7 separate regions of the Mus musculus genome follow, and all the other regions are linked to region 4. The links are chromatin contacts, called in public Hi-C, HiChIP or PLAC-seq and promoter capture Hi-C maps. All regions are on one chromosome and are shown on one strand. The core of a region is the stretch at or near the end of the contact, and the rest is flanking DNA. Distances in the headings are between cores, read along the strand shown. Region 1 overlaps Ahi1 (Abelson helper integration site 1). Region 2 overlaps Ahi1 (Abelson helper integration site 1). Region 3 has its middle 29 kb from the start of Platr6. Region 4 holds the start of Aldh8a1 (aldehyde dehydrogenase 8 family, member A1). Region 5 has its middle 49 kb from the start of Platr6. Region 6 overlaps Ahi1 (Abelson helper integration site 1). Region 7 holds the start of Platr6 (a long non-coding RNA gene).

Region 1 (2,700 bases), core at 114-2,613, 380 kb before region 4:
AAAAAGTTCAAAAGAAACAGAACAGCTAAGTTACTTTTAAAATAGCTTCTGAAATATTCAAGGAAAAAGAAGCAAGTTCTTTTTTTTTTTTTTTTTGTAAGTTAAATCAGCTCCAAGCGAGACCACAGTGGTAGCTAAATGTATCAGCCGTCTTTCCGTCCCAGCAGAATCTGTGAGAGTCAGCAAGGGTCTCTCCTGCTGAGCGCATGTTCAGCTTGTGGTCTTTGAGTCCCTCGTTCTACTGAAGTTTTGCTTTTTTTTTGTAAGAAGTGTAATTTTTACTTTCAGAAGGCAGTTTTATTTGTCTGATTTTGAAAGGGTTAATCATCTAGTAATACAAAGTTTAGTCACCGCGTACCACAAATAATGTGCATCGAGGGTTCCCACAACAAAGTACATCTCAGAGAAACGGTTTCTGCTGAATTAACTCCATGAAGCCAGGCGTTAGCAATAAATATTCTGTTATTAAACAGTGTTTGTCTACTTATGTCTCTAGGATGTTTTTGCACATTTAAGAATTATTAGTACCTAACAGCACTATGTATTAACACTATGAATATATCTGTTTAAAATTTTTCACTATGGTTTTATGACATAAGTGTTTTTACAGTTTTACAGGATCTAGGAGTTGAATCACTGAGAACTGGTTTATGTTTTGTTTGTTTGTGTTTTGTTTTGTTTTGTTTATTTGAGGCAGGGCTTCTCTTTGTAGCCCTGGCTATCTTGGAACTCACTCCATAGGTCAGTCTACCCTGGAACTCAAAGATCCACCTGCCTCTGTCTAAGATCAAAGGCATACACCACTATCGCTCAGCCAAAATTTATACTCTTATTTGCCTTCTAAATTTATTAGCAAACGACCTGCTATATTAGGTTTCAAATGGTAAAACTTTTCTCTATAGTATCAGTTTCTCTGGAATATGTAATTTTTGTGGAATTTTTATACCTTGTAGGAAGCAAAGATGTAGGCTTGTTTATTTGTTTATTATCAGCACCTAGCCTGAATGCTGACATACATGACTGTGTATGTTAAGTAGAGTCAAGTCTGTTTGGCAACCTCTTAAAATTGCTAACCCCAGGTAATGAGCCTGAGTTCTCACTAGGTGGCAGTGTCCCTTTCTGTGGCAGTGCAGACCTTTCCCAGCACCTGTTATGCACCAGGCTCACTTGAGCTGTAAACCCAAGGGTTGGACTCAGTTTACCTGCTCATTGCTGGTCCTTTCTCCTGTTTACAGAGGTGATTACACACCCGACAACCTTTAGTCAAACTAAAAGCCATTTCTACAATGACTTCTACAAGGACTTTAGAACTGGAATTCAGTGATCTGGAAACGATCTAGTCAGAAATAGACCGGTGATCTGCTTTGTCATGCTGGTAGCTTTATTTTTCACAGTGTGGCATGCTCTCCCATAGTTCAGGGACATAGACACATTTAAGTTCATAAAATTCTGTTACAGGCAAGCATGGAGGCACATGCATGGAATCCCAGTATTTGGAAGGTAGAGACAGGAGGGTCATGACTTCTAGGTCATCCTTGGGTACACAGAGCTTCCAAGGCTAGAGACCCCATCTCTCAAGTTGCTAATTGCCTATAGTGTTTATAAGGCACTGTGTTTAGCATAGACTTTGGCAGTGTGTGTTTGCATTAAGAATTAAACTTCTTACAGAATAGAGTTATTTCTTTTTTCTTTTTTAAAAGATTTATTATTATCCATAAGTACACTATAGCTGTCTTCAGACACCCCAGAAGAGGGCGTTAGATCTCATTACAAGTGGTTGTGAGCCACCATGTGGTTGCTCGAATTTGAACTCAGGCCCTTCAGAAGAGCAGTCAGTACTCTTACCTGCTGAGTCATCTCACCAGCCCAAGAGTTATTTCTTGAATTTTATGAAAATATAAGATGGCACCACTAGTGAATTTGGGATTATTGAGAACAGTGGCAGTCATAGCTAAGATCAAGTACTTTCTTATAGAATACTTCCCAAATACTTGAGAAAAAATCTCATTATTGTCACTATTAATGGATGATGAAACCAAGGCACCACAGAATGAAGTAACTCTCCTAAGGTCACAGAGTTGTGGGTAAAACTACCATTTGACTTCAGGCTGCCTGACTAATGTCTTCACAGGATAATACCTAGGTGATATAAATTTAATACCCACAGCGTATGTATCATTTAATGTCTTCCATATGTGATTAAAAGTCCAATTCAGATATTATAATTTTCATCCTTTCAGAAAATTACACCATTGTCGGGCGCCAGTCGTGGGGAAATAAAGGGGATGGGAGAAATGACCCACGTCCCACCAGAGCTCCGGGGCTCTAGGCGGACAGATGCGGGGAACCGGGGGAACTGCCGTGCACTCTCCATGCTGCCCGGGTGGGCGTTTGGCTGTGGGAAGCCACGGAACCCCAGTCTGCGGGGATGGAGAGGGAGCAGTCCGGGGTCCCTGGGCCTCAAGGAAGCCAGGGTCGACAGGTTCTAGCTCCGGGGCATCGCAGGACATCGCTGGATACTACAGAAGAGCTGAGAATGGGTGGGGGCACTGCGGGCAGCTCATTCTGCCCTGAGGCCAAAGGGAGAAGGGGCAGGGGTAGAAGGCACTGGGTAGTTCCCACGCATGTGACGGTCTTTGGTCCAGCCTGGCAGCTGGAAACGCTAAAAGGCCTTCTTGAGGGAGATTAGAGGAGGCTCTT
Region 2 (2,700 bases), core at 150-2,649, 410 kb before region 4:
CCGCCCGTAACCGCTGAGCTGCTATACTGTAATCACTGAACTACAAAGGGATGTCACGTTCCACTCCGAATTCACAGTGTACACAGCACTCACTCTCTGCAACATTTCCTCTTCACCCATTAAGTAGGGACAAAAAGCTCATCTGAACTGCTCAGATTTTAAACTTTTTCCTAAGAATCTCCATCAATCTGCTTATCTTGGTTTTTGTTTAATTGGCTTTTTCAATAGACCTTTCAAAGAAGGTAGACTAAAATATTGAAAAATGAAGTGGACAGTTAGAATTAACTTATCTTAGAATGATTTCGAGTCTTAAAGACTGTAAAACATATTATTTTATCCATGAAAACTATGAATGTAGTCTTGGAGCTCCAGCTACTGCGGAGGCTGAGGCAGGGTAGCCACAAGCACAAGACCTGCTTGAGCTCCAGAGTTGAGTCTGGGTAGGCTACCTTCCAGTGGAAAGGAGGAGGGCAACGCTAGGGACGCATCTGTAGTAGCAGACACTTGCGGAGCATATGGAAGACCGCAGGAGATGACTGACAAGTGGGAAGCACGCCTGTGCTCAGTGATGTGTATATTACTCCTTCCCAGGATTAGCTCAGACAAGTGTGTGCTGTCCTCATTGTTTCTGCAGCGCGCCTCCTGGTACCACAGTGTAAGTACTTGCACAGTCTGCAGTCACTTATGCGGAAAAGAGTGCTTGTAGGCAATGTTGGTAAAGCCACTTGTCAAAGAAGCCCAGAGTGCCTAACCCCTAGGCTCATCTGCCTTTTTCTTCAGAAACCTAACAAATCTCACCCTTTCAGAAAAGCTAATAATTTACACAAATTCTTACTTTAAGCTTCTGGGAGCCAATGGGAATGCAAACATCAACTCAAAACTTCGCCTGCAGCTCTACTACCCACCGACTAAGCCTCGATCCCAGCTAAATGTCGTCGAGGTTTTTGAATGGTGGTCCAAGTGTCCAAGAAATCGTTATCCATCAACATTGTATGTAACCGTACGAGGATTGAAAGTCCCGGACTGTGTAAGTTAATAGTGTCTATAAATGTATCTCCTCAGTTGAAATTAAGGATGGCATAATGTATTTTCCATGTTTAAAAATCTCAGTTCTCAGAATTATTTTAACAGATTTTTTGGTTACACATTAAGTTTATAACAGTTGATAGTTAGATGAACTTTAAGTTTTAAAGTAGACTTCATTGTTTAAAAAACCTCTTTTGGCAAACTTTCATATTTTGTAGTTAAAAATAAAAAGATGAAAAGTTGGTCCTGGGAAACCTTTTATTATAAAGGGCAAGAAATACAGTGTAGGCCTTGAGCCAGACTCTGCAGGCTACAGCTACTCCCCCTCAGGTGAGAGAGCAGCCATAGAAACAGTAAGACAGAAGGCCTTCATGTGTGCAGGATATCTTTATCTGTAACAGTAATGGAGCAGATGTCGCACATGGGCTGTCCTTGCAGACCTCTGGGTTGCATTCTTCACACTGGAGTCATTCAGATAAGCAGCAGTAGATCGCATCTGTACTGCTGCTGCCTTCCGATAAACATTACGAATGATCTCATCATGAAGGATCCGAAGATGAAGCTTTTGTCTTTTTAATATTAACCTTTCAGGTGAGCTTCACATTCCACAGCTGCTGTCATGTGCTGTGAGCACAGAGCTGATTTCCATTCGTCTAAATGGAGTTAAATAAAATATATCAGGGGATAGATTGGTCTTTTTTTTGTTTTGGTTTTGGTTTTGGTTTTGGTTTTTCCGAGACAGGGTTTCTCTGTGTAGCCCTGACTGTCCTGGAGTTCACTCTGTAGACCAGGCTGGCCTCGAACTCAGAAATCCACCTGCCTCTGCCTCTGCCTTACTGGGATTAAAGGCATGAGATAGATTGTTCTTTAATCTCAGATTTTTTTATATTAGTTTTGTGATTGTATCTAAGCCAGCAATATCATGTTCTATCAGAGCCATAGCATAGAACTAGGCAGGTATTTGTGAAGAGGTAGACACAGGGGACAGCTATCAAAAACACTTTGTGCATCCGGGTGTGGCTACAAGCCTGTTACCCTAGCACGTGGGAAGTGGATTAGAGAACACAAAGCCCACTTCATACACAGCAAGGTCGAGGCAGCCTGAGCTACCTGTGACACTCTCTCAAAACTAGAACAAATAATGTAATAACAGTAAGAAGTATAGCCATTTTTACTATTGGAGTCTACTATTTTTTTTTCCAAACTTTTAAAGCTTTGTGATTATAGAAGCATAGTTCAAATAGCTTTTATTTACTTAAAGTATTATACAAATGAAAACAAAATCTGGCTGTATTTTGAAAAGTTTCCATACCATTTTTCAGTATTTTCATTATATTTTGTTTTGTCCAAGACAGGGTTTCACTGTGTAGTCTAGCTGTCCTGTAACTCATTCTGTAGGCCAAATCACGCTGTCCTAAAACTCTCAGAGATGCCCCTGCCTCCTGCAACTGAGTGCTGGGATTAAAGGTGTGTGCCACCACACCAGGCTCTGTCACAGTACTGTAAAAACAATAAGAAGGAGAATCAGCTGTGACAAGCCTCGTGACCTCCACTTGACCCCATGACAGGAGTGAGCCAGTTCCCACAAGTGTGCCATGGCTTGTGTGTGTTTGTGCACATGTTTAATTTAACAATTGAACATGACGTTCATTTTCTCGTTTTCCACACATATTT
Region 3 (2,700 bases), core at 152-2,651, 450 kb after region 4:
CAAATAGGGATATTAATAAATGTTCATTAGGTGGGGTTGTTAGGGAAAATGTTCCATTTTAACCACCACTGGGGAGCACTCCTTTGCTCCCCAGTCACAAATGGTGGAATTTAGATCCTTTGCAACTCCTTAATATTTTGATTTTTATGATAATATGGCAACTTAAAAAGGTTTAAATTTAAATAACTATAAGTTTTTCAAAATTACTCCAAAAATTAAAGTGTGCTGTTCCAAAAAAAAAAAAAAGTCCTGAACTCAAGGTACAATTCCTAATCCCATCCATAATGCTATGTGTATGATAAATCATTAATAAATTCAATACAATAAAAGTAACATAGTGCCTGATATTTGGGAGACATGAGAGATTTTAAAAACATAGTTTGTGGTTGAATAAATAATACATAAGATGGAAAATTAAGCAAATCGAAGTAGCTCTCTCATATTCTTATTGCCTTTGCTTCTTTTCTAAAGGAGGTTTGTTAATGAACAGAAAGTAGCATAGCTAAGGAAAAAATAATAACTAAACAAGTGCATAATCTTCAGAGGGTAAGAATATGCATCACACACTATAAAAAGCTGGTAAGATACAATGAGGTATTTCAGTACATAAGGCAAATAGGCCTAATCTATATTTTTTCTAACCTAATTATAAAAACTAAGTGGGATCCAGGCCGGTGGCTCACACCTAGAATCCTATAATACACCTATAATGAGGGAGGCAGGAAAGGAGGGTCAGAAGCTCAGGGCAGCCTATGCTACATGGCAATTTGGAGGCCATCCTGGGCTGCGGAGAGCACATCTTTGAAAATATGTTCCCTTACAAGTAGGCTACAATACATAGGGATTCTCCAACAAACATTTATTGATCACACATGCAGAGCTAAGTGCAAAACCAGGGACTGGCGATCAATACGGCAGGCATGCTTCAGCCTGAGGAAGCTTTGTTCAGATAATGTTGTACAAAAGCCGATTATGAAAGAGAGAAGATTCCGCCTAGGGTAGAAAGTAAGGCCGTGCTTCAAGGAGGGCTGGGGGCAGAGCTGCTCTGTGTTGGACAAGAATGGGGAGCTCAGGGCCCTGTCCGCCCCTGTTCCTTCTGTCCTATGGGACTCTATTCAGCAAGTTCAAAAGCAGCGACTTTGTAAGCTTGACTGCATCACCTAGTGTCTGCTGGAAGGGAGGAGGGCCAGACTCTACCAAGCCTAGAAAAACATTTCCCATAATCCTCATTTAGGACTTTCACAGTGCTTTACAGAGTTAAGTGTTGGAATGCTGTCCCTCTATCATCCACCAGTGCAACCATTGAGCGCCTTCTGTGTGCAGAGCACCAGATCACAGAGGACAGCAAACAATAGCTGCTGCCCTTTTGCTTCTTTCCTTTGGGCTGGGCTTGCAGCTTCCAACCACTGGTGACTCAGTGAGTTCTGAGTGATTGCAGCTGTACATAAAAGGAAAGCGCGGAGCGGGAGGAGGGGTTGGGGGGAGGATGAAAGGAGGCCTTCCTCCGGGAAGTGGCATCTTTGCAGACCACCCATTCATTAGTAGGAATTAATTAGTCTAGGAATTGTAATCCAAATTCCTTCAAGGGATCAGGTGGGCGACACAAGCCTGTTCATCTAACCTGCAAGACTGTAAGAGATTTGACAGCCCAAGGCCAGCCGGAAGGAATCTACTGGCCTTAAGGCATTTCAATTCAAACTAAATCATTCTTCCGTAGCCAAACAAAAGACATCTGCAGCCAACCCCAGCAGAAGGACTGGCACCAAGGCTGTAGTGATTCAGACAGGAGCAACAGCGGGGTAAAGGCCCTGTGGCGGCAAGGAGCCAAAGAAGAGCTGGTATGAATAGAGATGGATCTCACGAGAGGGAGAGGGCTCCACAGGCAGAGAAAGGCCAAGAGCAGCCTCACTTGGGGTCTCATTGGCAGGTGAAGCCTTTGGCCCTCATACCAAGTACCCTTGGATACACTGAAGGTTCTAAACAAGGAGGCAGATTCCTCAGTGCTGTTTGGGTGCTATGCGTGAGGAAGACATGGTTTTTATGTGGTCCTGGCTGTCCTGGGACTTGTTACACAGATCAGCCTGGTCTGGAATTGGCAAGGATTCTCCCACCTTTGCCTTCCCCCAGAGCTGGCAGTATGTCCGTGTGTCGTATCATGGCCTGCTTTTAAAAAAGAAAAGAATATTTAAGTGTGTGTGTGTGTGTGTGTGTGTGTGTGTGTGTGTGTGTGAAGTCTCACTGTATAGCCAAGGCTGGCCTCCTACTGTACATCCCAGGTTAGCCTCAATTAGACCAATTGTGTTTATCTCTCAGAGGGGAAGCTCATGTTTCCTGTGTCTGAGGAGGAAAGTCCACTGTCACTGCCCTGGAAAGGACCAAGGGAAAGCTCTGTCCCTCACCCCACACATAAAGTCTTGAGTCTGCCTCTTTGATGTGGCCCTTGGATCACTTACCAGAGCCGTGAATTGTTAGACAGTCCCTGTCTTCAACAAATCCGTGTAACTGGGAGAGGGAACGCCTAAGGCATTGTGGCTCCAGCATGAAGGTATCAACCCCAAGTTACAGGGGTGCTGAGAACAGGGGCCTAAGCGGCCAGAGCTGGACTCTGCCTCCATGGCAAAAGCCGAGACTCATGGCTGAACTTCGCTTCAGTATCGAACAAACAACAGAAATCCCTCATTTTTTTTTTTTTTTGTAATG
Region 4 (2,700 bases), core at 112-2,611:
TGGCCAGGAGGGAGGGAGAGAGGGAGGGAGGGAAAGACAGAGACAGGGAGGGAGGAGATTCATGGTCAGTAAGAAATTGAAGATGCTCTCTTTACATTTTAAACATTCTACAAGGTAGAAATACAGAGAATGGAAACACAGCAATACAGCAGCCAAAACATTTCCACAACTGGTGAAAGACAAAGCCAGTGGTAGAAAAGCAGCCTCTTCCAGTCACGGTTAAGAACAAATTCTCACCAAATGCACTGTGGTGAAAATGGGACGCCAAAGACGACAGACAGCCGTCAGTAGGTGGAGACGTGAAGTACAGGAAGGATGGGGAGATAGCAACATGGAGAACAGAAGGAACAAGACCTTCAGAGGGTTACTTGCAAAATACAAAACAAGCGCTATGATGCACAAGAGAGTTTGGTTATCCATGGAGCCTCAGCAGAGTGAACGGTGGTGTGTCCTGTCCTCTCAGAGGCCATGTGCTGGTCTGTTCAGCTGTGACAGAATAACTGAAAATCGATCACTTGAGAGAACCTGAATTCTTGTTGTTCTGGAGACTGGGAAGCCCATGATGTTGGTGTGAGGAGATTGTGTATGGTAAATATCCCCTGCCTCTGCCACTTCCTCACCAGGCAGGGCAGCTGTGCTCCTGCGGCAGAAGGCACAAATGACCCATAGCCTGTTTCGAAGGCACCACCGAGGCCGTGAGCAGCACCTTAACTCCAGGAGTGCCCACTTAAACACTGCCACTGGAGGGTTAAACGTGCCCGAATTCTGAGCGTTCAAACCACGGCATTGCCGGGTAGTGAAGACGGCTCCCTTGCTCCTGTGGCCAGTCCCTACAGGGACATGGATGCATCCTCCTGAGATGGACTCACAGGCTGTTAGGTGTAAATGTAGCTAAAGTTTCTTCTCATTTCCTGTCAGTACTTGAGTGTTCATGTGTGACCTTGGCCACATTGTGTAACCTTCCAGAGGCTCAATGCCTTCCCTAGAAAGGAGGAAGTAAGGATTGCTGCATGGGACAATATTCTGTGGAGCCAATTTTCTTTATGCTTTGCACTTCGTGTTTAAACAGTGGGCACTTATGGTGCAGTGCCGATAAAATCATCTCACACACACACACACACACACACACACACACAGTTGATATGAAAGGACAATCTGAAGACATTGTACATATGTAACTTGATGTTAGTTTAATGCAGTGCCCATTTCTCAGAATGGACCATGAGTTGCCTTCAAGAACCATCCGAGTTTGGAATCAGGAAAGTTCTGAAGCGCAGCGGGTCTCCTCCTCCCAGGTTCGGATATGCAAATGAGGACACTGGGCCTGGGGGTGAGATGAGGGTGTCCAAAGTCCTGAGGGCAGTCACAGAGGGCTGCTGTACACAGAGGGCACTTTCCTAACATGGCTGGAAAAAGGGAACTTTTGATGTTGGAGAACTTTATAGGTGGGAAGTTTTTACCCTGTAACTCATATATAGATTCTTACGATCCATCAACAGGGGAAGTTTATTGCAAAGTTCCAAACAGTGGGAAAGAAGAGGTAAGTCTATTCACTTGGGAAACTAAAACGTATTTACTGTGTTGACAAATTGTAGACAACCATTTTCTAAAACTAAAGGGGAGAGGATGAAGGAAAATGTAGCATTTTATAAGGTAGTTTATCATATGAATGGACTGGTCTGAGCTGGAATGGCTCTGAGTTTACTATGTTCAAGAGAAAGTTGTTAGCTGTGGGAACAGTGGTTTTAATGTTTGTAATTCTCAGACAGATTGTAATAGTTATAGAGAACTCTTACGATATGAAATGCATCCTTCTCTCTACAAAGTGCCCACTGGCTCCATGGGTTTATAAAAATAAATCTTGAAAACTTAAATTGGGAACAAAACAAAAGCCCAGTACTTTATTTTAGACCATCATCTGATAGTTCCTCATATCTCTGAGAATACCCAGTCTAATAAAGCCAGTTATTTGAGTAATGAAGCTGAAAATTAAACTCTCATGTCATTTCATTAAACTTAACAACTTAAAAAATGAGGGTTCATGTCCCTTTCTCTTTCCTTTTTCTTTCTTTTCTAGTTATGAAGAATTAAGTCACTTGGGGAATTTTGTAAAATGCTTGAGATATATTTAATGTTATGAATTATTGCACTGAGAATAAAAAATGTTTGGTGTGCTGAGTGACTGATGTGTGTGTGGTTACCAAATGCAAACCGCCCATTGTTTATTCTTTTCAAGGCACAAACAACTCGATTATAATATAATTCCAATCTTCCTATATAAATATATCTTATATGCCAAGTTTTTTCTTCAAAAATTCAACTTTTTTTCTTCACTGGTAAATTTTAAATCTGTCTTCTAGAGGAAAAAAACAACTTTAGACTCTGTACTAAAGTTTAAGAATATTGGGTAACTTGTTAGTTACATTGTAACCAGCAATTTTGCTTGCTTCCAATGACCCAAACTGCATGAGACCAAGGCTTCTCTTCTCCATCTCCTGGTGTTTCCAAAGTGAGGAGATGCAGGTGGAGTGTGGTACCGGCTGGCACTTCTTCAGGAAATAGAATAAAACATATTTGCTTTTGCTTTTCCAGTAATATGTATGTTTTATTTTCTCAGCAATCCAGTTTGCAAATATTTTGGGTTCCACAAAAGCTGTGTCTTTGTTGATTTTACAAGATATGTGCCGAATTTTGGGCCTG
Region 5 (2,700 bases), core at 159-2,658, 430 kb after region 4:
AAGCTGATGTAAGGACAGGGCCTAGGGCCTTTTCTAGGATGAGAAACAAAATTCTGTCCCTATATTCATGTTACAAATTCAGTTACTGTTGGTGTTAGCCTTCTGTCTAAACATCCCCCCACAGTTACCTGGCAACAGCCAGATGTGCCTGACCCACTATAAAAGGGGCTGCTTGCCCCCTTCCTCCCCCTTTTACTCTGCTTCCCTCTTGCTTCTCTCTTGCCCTGTTAGGATCTTCCCTTCCCCCTCTCTCCAGGTGTCCATGGTCAGCCTCTCTTCTCTTCTCTTCTCTTCTCTTCTCTTCTCTTCTCTTCTCTTCTCTTCTCTTCTCTTCTCTTCTCTTCTCTTCTCTTCTCTCCCCTCCCCTCCCCTCCCCTTCCCTCCCCTCCCCTCCCCTCTCCCTCCCTTTCCCTCTCTCTCTCCCTTTCCCCTTCCCCCTCCCACCTCCCCCTCCCCTTCCTCCTTTCCTCTCCCTGTCTCTGCCTCTACTACCCTCTTAGCTCCCCTCCCCATGCCCTGAATAAATTCTATTCTATACTATACTGTCGTATGGCTGGTCTCTCAGGGCAAAGGGATGCCTTGGTATGTGCCCACTGAGGCACACCCCAATAGAACATGTCTTATACCTCTTTATCTTTTTATAAACACATCAGTTGGCACAATTCTTCTTTGTTAGCATTGTTGTTCTGCCTCCTGGGTTCAGAAGGAAGGGCAAGGCGACACTGGTATCCTGCACCTCTGTCCCAGGCTGGTCATTCTCTTGAGCAGTGCTTCTCAACCTGTGGGTCTTGACCCTTTGGGTCCCATATCAGATATGTACATCATGACTCATAACAGTAGCCAGGTTATAGTTATGAAGTGTCAATGGAAATGATTCTATGGCTGGGGGTCACCACAGCATGAGGAACTGTGTTAAAGGGTAGAAGCATACGGAAGGCTGAGAGCAGCCATTACAGAGCTTCACACACACAGACTGAGAGAGACCACCCCAACCTCACCCTCTCCTAAAGCGGCATCAGCTTTTGGGGTCAGCGGTTTACTTCATGATCATATGAAATGTGACTCGAGAATAAAACTACTTTCTACCAACAGGCATATGGAGTAGCATGTGAACTTTAGTTTTCCTTAAGGTGACACAGGGAGACCGCTGCAATTTTAGTCTGACCCTACTCCGTCAAAAGAAAACTTAATGTGAAAAAAAAAGAGGTTATTTTAAGATCAAAATTCCTTCTGGTATTTGAATGACTCATCCTGGTGTTTGTGCAATTAATTTAATTTGCCCCAGAGCTGCCTTTATTTGCTTGTTGTCGTGACGTCAGGCTAAATCTCACTTTGTGGTATCAGTCTCGCAGACACACTACCACGTCTCCTTCCTATTTTTGGCTGCTTAGGGTTAAGCAGTGTGGTAATTGTGATGGATCTGCGTCTTTCCCTTGGATGGGAGCTGTAGTCTGACCAAGGCTATTTTCTTCCTCTTCCCACAGACCAGTTCATAAATGGCCAGGCCTGGCCTGTCTGTGCTGATGAGAAACACAGAGCAGACCCCCGGACTTTTGTGATGCCAGATGTCACTTAAGGTTCTGGGGCCAGGTGGTGGTGGTGCATGCTTTAAATCTTAGCACTCAGGAGGCAGAGGCAGGTGGATCTCTGAGTTCAAGGCCAGCCTGGTCTACAGAGTGAGTTTCAGGACATCCTGAGCAACACAGAGAAACTCTGGGGAAACAAGTTAGCTGTGTGCTTTCTTCACACTCTATTACAGAAACAAAACAGAACAAACCAATGAACAAAAACCACTGGACTTTGGTTAAAGTGGGAAAGGCTAAATTTAGCTAAAGACATTTTATGCCAAAAGCTTCCAAGAATGGAACTAGAAATGTACAAGTCTCTGGAGTCATCAGCCAGTTAAAGCAAATGGCCCAGGACACTTCAGGATTCGTTCAGAGCTAGATACAGTTCTCTGAATAGCCGCACTCCATGGAATCTCGGGACTAATTCCACGTGGTTCTACAATGTGCCTCTGTAGGCATCCCTGCTGGAGTGCAGATAAAGAGAGATCACACTAGCTACCTCACTGACACTCACTGAATGTGCCTTACCCCTAGATTGCTCTGTTATTCAGAATGAAATGCAGTGGATCCCCAGGACCCCTCAGTCTTCAACTGTTCCCTTCAAGACTGCAGATGTTGCTGAGACATCCTTACTGGTGCTGGTTCCTTTATCCTTGGCTACATCATAGCTGTTTTATTAAAACCAAGCACCGAGTTGATCAGCGTTCCATGAAAACATTCAGGATATCAGACGAGTGTTCTAGTCTAAATATAAACACCTAGCACGCCCCGTACATTGTCAACAATTCAGAAAAGTTGCTGGGTGAGAGGATATAGGCATATCTCAATGTGTAAACTTGCCTTAGACTAAGATGCTCATACTAACAGGTATGTAGGATGGCCTGAAGACCTGTGTTAGTAACCTTAGGAAAGGCTGTGCAGGACATGGTTTTTAGCATGTTGTGCTTTAATTCTCATGAGTCTGAGAAAAGGGTATGTATTACTTTCAGACTTTTACACATGTCTTAATGGTTCAGGAAGAGTAAGTAAGTGGTCAAAAAAAAAAGTAGAAGTTTTTATCTTAAACTTAAAAGAGCAGACCTTGGCCTGGGACCATGGCTCACTTGGCAAAGCACCTGAGTCTGGATTCTCA
Region 6 (2,700 bases), core at 105-2,604, 350 kb before region 4:
GCTCATCTCTGGTGAGGGTTCCAAAACAGTAGGCTATGTGAGGAGTAGTGAATTCACACTTGATGATATTCTGATACCTACCATGTGTAAAGCCTTCTAGTTGGTGTGTTAATCAGTTCTTGATTTGTCCTGTTTATACTCTGGAGATTTGTGGAACTATCAGACTATAACATCTTGAATGGGAAGTTCAAATGTAAAATTGGAAGGCTAGGGCAGGTATAACAGAGCTACTACATATGTGACAGAAGTAAATATAACAACCAATCTGACAGGAGATGTTCTGTCTCACAGTTGTGTAGTGGGACACTGATTGCCATGACAACGTTGCTGTGAGTGGGTGTGGGGTCCTCAGAGCTTCTGTGACTCACTGCCAGTCTTCCTGGGAAGGCTTTAGATTCACCTTTGACACCGCCAGCCTTTCTGTTGTTAACCTTCCGCAGAGCTCTCTGGTTCTGTGTTCTGCCTCACAGCTGATGGGTTGCCCGGTTCTCTCTGATAACTTCTCATCGTTCTGTGCCGTGGGTGGGTGCATTGCATCCTGCTAAGACTTCCAGAGTTTCTGTTCGGAGGTTTCCTGTCTTCGGTTGCTTTTATTCGCTTCTGTGTTTTTCTTCATGCCAATGGCTTTTCTTTATTTGTTGTAAATTTCTAAAGATGAAGGACTAGTTGTATGACTTACCTATTCTAATGTGTGGACAGCTGTAATCTCACTCATTCATTTGCCCACGCATACTTATTAAAACTTTACATTTGTGGCTAGGACAAACAATGTGCAGTTTATATTTAGGATAAACAAGAAAACTATGTCAGGACACTTGCCAAAGTGAGAACAGCTGGCTGGGGCTGCACGCTAGCAGCCTTCGCTCTTCCAGTGTTACTTTTGGAGACTGCTTCTGCTTCTCCTGGCTGCCCCCAGGAGAAGTGCTGGGCAAACCCCTGTTATTTAGGGCTTTCAGCCTACTTGGCTTTTTTTCTAACCTTCGAATCTTTATTTATCCCAGGGTTCTTTCAGTTTGACTTCGACCAGATGTGCTGGTTACAGGTTCATAGCTTTTATCATAGCAAAGATGACATCCACATGAACGACCTCACACACTCCAAAGGAAAGTCTGTCCCTACATGTTCCTAGACATTTTCCATTGTATGAAAGTTTAACATTTCTAATATATTCTTTTCAAGCTTACCAGTGGCCCTCGCAGCTGCTAATGCCAGTGGCCAGTTCTTCTCCTTATCTTCCTTGACCGATCACCAGCTTTGAATACATCTGGTTACTTCCTAATGCGTGGTTTCCTGGACACCACACTCTGTTGGGTTTTTTCTTATCTTGCGAGTCAGTCCTCTTTCTTTCCTTATGCTAGATGCTTCCTGGTCCCTGACAGGCTTAAATAGACTGTTCCCCCACAGCTCTGCTCTTTCTTCCCCTGCATATGCCAGCATCTTTGGTACTCAGGTAGCAGTGACTGTCTGATGTCTTAGACTTATCCTAGTCATCTTTCCTGAGCTCCAGTTGTGCGCAGTCCATTATTGTAGCCCCTGAGCCTCATGTGAATGTTGAGTACATGAAATATCACTCGTGTGACTTAGGAACTCAAACCTTAATTTTAACACTGTGCATGGCCTGTGGGTACTGTATAGACTTCAGTTCTCTTCTGTCTACTTCTACTCAAGTCTATATCTGATCCCAAGAAAATCATTTGGTAAAGGATTGTTGCTTTAATTGGATGTGAGTAATGCTCTTAATTACAAACTTCCTTAGTTAAGAGTTTAGGATCTTTTATCAACATGACTCTGACACTATTACTAAAAGAAAGCGTTTGTAAATTCTACACTCCGGAGGCAGAGGCAGGAGGATCCGGAGCTAAAGATCAGGAGGGAGTTTGAGGCTAGCTTGGCCAGCAACTTTCACAGAAATTGTGTTTATCTCCTACTTCTATCAGTTAGGTCAGAGCATGAGAGTCTAGTAGCAGTTAGCAGAGAGAATTTAGTCTGTACATAAGCTATGGCCTTGAGTGGTCTTTTTTATATTAGAGATGAAAAGTAATATTTACTTTTCAAATAAAAATATGTAAAGTTCTCTAATTTTCCACTACATTTTAGAAAGGGAAACAAAGCCCTGTGTTCAATGACGCACACTTCAGGAATCTCGTCTGAATTCTTCCTCAAATGATCCATGGGTATTATTTCAAAAGAGAGCTTTGTAGGTGTACTGACTAAAACTGTTAGGCGGCAAAACCTCTTCCGTTCCATCAGCTGAAGCGGAGGACTGAATAATCAATCAGGCCAAAGTGCTCCGTGCCTGTGAGTTAGCACTGTGCCTCCAGGGAGGAAGAGAGGGGACTTTGGTTCACTCAAGGCGGGGTGAGAGGAGCAAGGAGAGGAGGCTCTGGTAAAATGGCTGAGTCATGTTGACATGAGAACAAGACTTTCACTGTCTTAATAGGCTTTCTTCAACCATTGATTGCATTTTACCATCTTTATAGTTTTCAAATGAAGTTGACAACTTCGCATATTTTCACATAATAAGGCATATAAATTAATATTAGAATTCATTTCAAAGTACTCAAATTTAGGACAAGTTGTTCTTTACTTTCTTTTCTGATAATAAACTTACTGCGTGTTTTTTTAAAGAAAATGAGTACAGCCTTGTCCTCAGGCCACTCGTTCACTGCTCGCAGCTCCCATGATGCTTTGCGGTGAGAG
Region 7 (2,765 bases), core at 212-2,711, 480 kb after region 4:
CTTTCCTCTTTGCTCAGAGACACAATGCTCTTCCACATGTCAATCAACAGGTACTCCTGTTTGCCCGGTCCCAGAACTCCCCAACCCGCCCATCAATTCGGCTCGCCAACTTTCACTTATCCATGGAGGCTCAGCCCAGCCCAGCCCAGCCCAGCCCAGCCCAGCCTAGCCTCCTTCCCATGCTCAGCCTGGATTCCTCTCTGCCCTCACTGTCTCTGCTCTTCCCTTCAGTATATTTATAGTTTGATTTTGTTGTTGTTTGAAATGGGTTTCACTATGGAGCCCAGGCTGGCCTTGGGATGACTTATGTGAGCCATGATAGCTGGCTAACATTTATTCTTTGAGAGCATTTGTTTGCTGCCTTCTACCAGCCTGACCTGGAATCACTTCAGGGATACTCTGAGGACAAGCCAGACCCCTTCACAAGCATCTATGCCCACTTCAGGATGAGCATGGTGCTTTGGCTAGTCAACAAGTCTTTGCTCAAATATACTAAAGATTGTAATCATCTTTTGAGGAACCTATCCTCTGCTTGAATACTAGAAGGCACCTTTTAAACAGCCTGTCGATAACGGGTTTCCTATCAAATTCTAACTTTAAAAAATGATTTTGCCATACATCATTTGCCTTTCAGTGCAGTCAATAAATTCACACAGTTTGGGGGTGGGGTGGGGAAAGAAGTATCCCAGTGTCTCCTTTTCAGGGCTATTACCACAGACAACCCTCCTGATAGCACACACCTGAGCATCTGGCTACTAGCCAGAAAGGAAAGCATTGCAGGCCTTGTATGCATCTTTTGCTCCCAGAGTTCTCAACCATTTCCCCATCTAAGTATCAGGCCTGACCCCCCTTAGCTTCTGATATCAAACAAGAACTTTTTCCTAAGGCTGAATAGGTACAGTACTTTGTGAGGATTCATGCAATCTGCAGTCAGGCACTGGAATTTGTTTCTGAGGGAGGAGGCATCCAAGAAGTCCTCTCGTGCTCCGCCCTGGCGCCTGCCCTGAGCGCACAGAGGCCAGCACGTCTGCACCCAGCCAGGAAAGGGCAGGGCAGGCACCACCAGCTTGGGACAGCGGCAGGATGCTCAGCCCCTTCCAGGCTCCGCTGCAGTCCCCAGGGACCAGAAGCTCTGACACCACTGAGCTTGTCCCGGGCCTTTGGCACAGTGTGAGGCCTGTTGGTTCTGGACATAGCCTTGCATAAACCCGGCACACTGCCCACAGCCTGTGCACTATAACTTTAGTGCTTGCTCTGGGACAACACGCTGCACAGCTATGAAGTATCAACTTTTCTTACCCTGTGCAGAGTGCCTACCTGCAATCTGTTTGAAATAATGCCTCCAATCTGGTGTGCAGCTCAATGGTGTGGACGTTTCTTTTGAGTTTAACATTACTGTTTCCATCTTGATTGGAGCAGTTTTCATTGGCAGGAAGCTCTCCGGAGACCAGGCCCAGTGAATTCCCCTGTCAATCACAGAGGGAGAGGAGAGGTAGATAGGGATCCAAGGCCCTTCTATTCCTGCCCCCACCTCCCACCCCCCACCCCCGCTCCACTGCCTGCTTTACATGAGGTAAATAATTGCCTGCCTGGGACTCTTTGGTGGTGTGGTTGCCTATGGGTTTGCTAAGGGAATCATCAGTGGAATAGCTTTCCATAAGTCTGTGCTGGGGGTGGGACTCTGCAGTGATGTAACTGCTGCCTTTAGCTACCCTATGTTTCTGCAAGTAAACCCAGTAGTTTCATCGGTTTGCCAAGATGGACTTGGGTCCATCAGTATCCTCCCTACCTGGGTTTTTCAGGAAAAAAAAAAAATGCCAAGACAAGCTGTATTGAACCTTCGACTCAAGGCTTGAGTGGCTCATAAACCATGATAAGAGCTCACTCGGCTTGCAGCTTGTCCGGTAGAAAGCGTCCTTGGCATGCGTAAGACCCTGCATTCAGTCCCTAACACCCCATAAAAGCAGGAGAGTTAATGCTTGCACTCGGGAAGCAGGAAAAGGGCCAAAAGGTCAAGGTCATCCTTGGCTAGTAGATGAAATCTCAAAGTAAACAAAGCAAACCATGACAATGATGACAGCTTTTAATGGTTTTCACATAGACCAACTCCATTAGCCCTACCAAGGGCTTTAAAAGAAGAAGCTGCCCTCCTCTGACTGATGAGGAAATAGAGATAAAGAGGGTCTGGGATGGGAAGGTTTATGCTGGCCTACGGTTTGAATCTGTCCAGGACACACAGAAACACACAGAGAGGGCTTCTAGGAAAAAAGGGTGCTGGTGAAAACAGAATTCCTGCGGAGCCCACTATGAGACTTACCCAAGTTTTAAACATACTAGTCACGGTGACTGCTAATTTAACTAAAAGATAAGGATTAGTTTGCAAAGGGGGACAGGGGAGATGGCGGGGTACTATAAACTTGGATTAGAGTCAGGGTGACAGTTTTTCTCTTTGGTGTGCTTTGCTTTCCTTGAAGTACAGACTAAAATGATAGTTTTAACTCTTCGAATAAAAAGGATTCAGACAGTTTCCTAATGGTACCAGGAATATGGCCCCAGGTGAAGACTCCCTGTTTCTACTTTTGTTTATTCCTCTTCCTATCCCTCCTCACACCAAACCTTTGCTATGTAGCCCAGGCTGGCCCAGACATCACAATCGTCCAGACCCAGCCTTCTCAGGGCTGGCAAAAGTGAGTTCGGTACATAATCTTAAGTGAAGAGTATACTTAGGTCCATCTTGTATCACTGGCTGTCCTAATTCCGGCTTT

The links. Promoter capture Hi-C pulls out the DNA fragments that hold promoters and counts their contacts. A called contact is a pair of places that touch in the nucleus more often than the background predicts. HiChIP or PLAC-seq counts read pairs in DNA pulled down with a chosen protein or histone mark. Capture Hi-C pulls out chosen DNA fragments and counts their contacts.
Region 1: an H3K27ac HiChIP or PLAC-seq map of acute myeloid leukemia shows a contact between it and region 4, with 5 times the contacts expected there. The contact joins the enhancer-like site here to the promoter of Aldh8a1 in region 4. A contact is called at or near these places in 10 of 39 promoter capture datasets (the C10 cell line, the HPC-7 cell line, embryonic stem cells and 4 more), 1 of 15 datasets of contacts at CTCF or cohesin (pro-B cells), 7 of 484 Hi-C or Micro-C datasets (the F1.1 cell line, the G1E-ER4 cell line, the HPC-7 cell line and 4 more), 3 of 115 datasets of contacts at active chromatin or transcription factors (acute myeloid leukemia and embryonic stem cells) and 2 of 9 other capture datasets (embryonic stem cells and macrophages).
Region 2: a contact with region 4 is called in a Hi-C map of the G1E-ER4 cell line, with 6 times the contacts expected there. The contact joins the enhancer-like site here to the promoter of Aldh8a1 in region 4. A contact is called at or near these places in 12 of 39 promoter capture datasets (the 3T3-L1 cell line, the C10 cell line, the HPC-7 cell line and 5 more), 3 of 15 datasets of contacts at CTCF or cohesin (the G1E-ER4 cell line, large pre-B cells and pro-B cells), 9 of 484 Hi-C or Micro-C datasets (the F1.1 cell line, the G1E-ER4 cell line, the HPC-7 cell line and 3 more), 1 of 115 datasets of contacts at active chromatin or transcription factors (acute myeloid leukemia) and 3 of 9 other capture datasets (embryonic stem cells, liver and macrophages).
Region 3: a FOXA1 HiChIP or PLAC-seq map of pancreatic cancer cells shows a contact between it and region 4. The contact joins the enhancer-like site here to the promoter of Aldh8a1 in region 4. A contact is called at or near these places in 19 of 39 promoter capture datasets (the 3T3-L1 cell line, the C10 cell line, the HPC-7 cell line and 11 more), 3 of 484 Hi-C or Micro-C datasets (the G1E-ER4 cell line and embryonic fibroblasts), 7 of 115 datasets of contacts at active chromatin or transcription factors (the NIH/3T3 cell line, embryonic stem cells, extraembryonic endoderm stem cells and 2 more) and 2 of 9 other capture datasets (adipose tissue and embryonic stem cells).
Region 5: a FOXA1 HiChIP or PLAC-seq map of pancreatic cancer cells shows a contact between it and region 4. The contact joins the enhancer-like site here to the promoter of Aldh8a1 in region 4. A contact is called at or near these places in 15 of 39 promoter capture datasets (the 3T3-L1 cell line, the C10 cell line, the HPC-7 cell line and 7 more), 1 of 15 datasets of contacts at CTCF or cohesin (the NIH/3T3 cell line), 4 of 484 Hi-C or Micro-C datasets (the NIH/3T3 cell line, embryonic fibroblasts and embryonic stem cells), 2 of 115 datasets of contacts at active chromatin or transcription factors (embryonic fibroblasts and pancreatic cancer cells) and 1 of 9 other capture datasets (embryonic stem cells).
Region 6: a contact with region 4 is called in a promoter capture Hi-C map of embryonic stem cells, with 9 times the contacts expected there. The contact joins the enhancer-like site here to the promoter of Aldh8a1 in region 4. A contact is called at or near these places in 9 of 39 promoter capture datasets (the C10 cell line, the HPC-7 cell line, embryonic stem cells and 3 more) and 1 of 9 other capture datasets (pancreatic islet).
Region 7: a promoter capture Hi-C map of adipose tissue shows a contact between it and region 4, with 4 times the contacts expected there. The contact joins the promoter of Platr6 here to the promoter of Aldh8a1 in region 4. A contact is called at or near these places in 6 of 39 promoter capture datasets (the 3T3-L1 cell line, HPC-7-derived erythroid cells, embryonic stem cells and 2 more), 2 of 484 Hi-C or Micro-C datasets (the AML12 cell line and the G1E-ER4 cell line), 4 of 115 datasets of contacts at active chromatin or transcription factors (embryonic stem cells and pancreatic cancer cells) and 3 of 9 other capture datasets (adipose tissue, embryonic stem cells and liver).

Annotation. Positions count from the first base shown.
Region 1 is chr10:20,991,743-20,994,442 of GRCm38.p6, forward strand. The region is part of intron 15 of Ahi1 (Abelson helper integration site 1); the gene reads left to right. Among named protein-coding and RNA genes, the nearest start is that of Ahi1, 41 kb to the left of the region's middle. Within about 2 kb of position 1,364, at least 27 of the 459 cell types and tissues checked have an H3K27ac peak or open chromatin away from gene starts, as enhancers often do. A contact at or near this core is called in the G1E-ER4 cell line, the HPC-7 cell line, acute myeloid leukemia and 2 more, where this site is marked.
Region 2 is chr10:20,968,147-20,970,846 of GRCm38.p6, forward strand. Ahi1 (Abelson helper integration site 1) reads left to right here. Exons shown (of 24, transcript NM_026203.3): 7 at 842-1,027. Among named protein-coding and RNA genes, the nearest start is that of Ahi1, 17 kb to the left of the region's middle. Within about 2 kb of position 1,400, at least 11 of the 459 cell types and tissues checked have an H3K27ac peak or open chromatin away from gene starts, as enhancers often do. A contact at or near this core is called in the G1E-ER4 cell line and hematopoietic stem and progenitor cells, where this site is marked.
Region 3 is chr10:21,827,805-21,830,504 of GRCm38.p6, forward strand. No RefSeq gene overlaps it. Among named protein-coding and RNA genes, the nearest start is that of Platr6, 29 kb to the right of the region's middle. Within about 2 kb of position 1,402, at least 70 of the 459 cell types and tissues checked have an H3K27ac peak or open chromatin away from gene starts, as enhancers often do. A contact at or near this core is called in the G1E-ER4 cell line, the NIH/3T3 cell line, embryonic fibroblasts and 4 more, where this site is marked.
Region 4 is chr10:21,375,939-21,378,638 of GRCm38.p6, forward strand. It overlaps Aldh8a1 (aldehyde dehydrogenase 8 family, member A1), which reads left to right and starts at 1,362. Exons shown (of 7, transcript NM_178713.4): 1 at 1,362-1,540. The coding sequence starts at 1,403.
Region 5 is chr10:21,808,358-21,811,057 of GRCm38.p6, forward strand. No RefSeq gene overlaps it. Among named protein-coding and RNA genes, the nearest start is that of Platr6, 49 kb to the right of the region's middle. Within about 2 kb of position 1,409, at least 9 of the 459 cell types and tissues checked have an H3K27ac peak or open chromatin away from gene starts, as enhancers often do. A contact at or near this core is called in pancreatic cancer cells, where this site is marked.
Region 6 is chr10:21,025,672-21,028,371 of GRCm38.p6, forward strand. All of the region lies in intron 18 of Ahi1 (Abelson helper integration site 1), which reads left to right. Among named protein-coding and RNA genes, the nearest start is that of Gm20149, 17 kb to the right of the region's middle. Within about 2 kb of position 1,355, at least 51 of the 459 cell types and tissues checked have an H3K27ac peak or open chromatin away from gene starts, as enhancers often do. A contact at or near this core is called in the HPC-7 cell line, embryonic stem cells and hematopoietic stem and progenitor cells, where this site is marked.
Region 7 is chr10:21,856,777-21,859,541 of GRCm38.p6, forward strand. It overlaps Platr6 (a long non-coding RNA gene), which reads right to left and starts at 1,462. Exons shown (of 5, transcript XR_001779731.1): 1 at 1,318-1,462.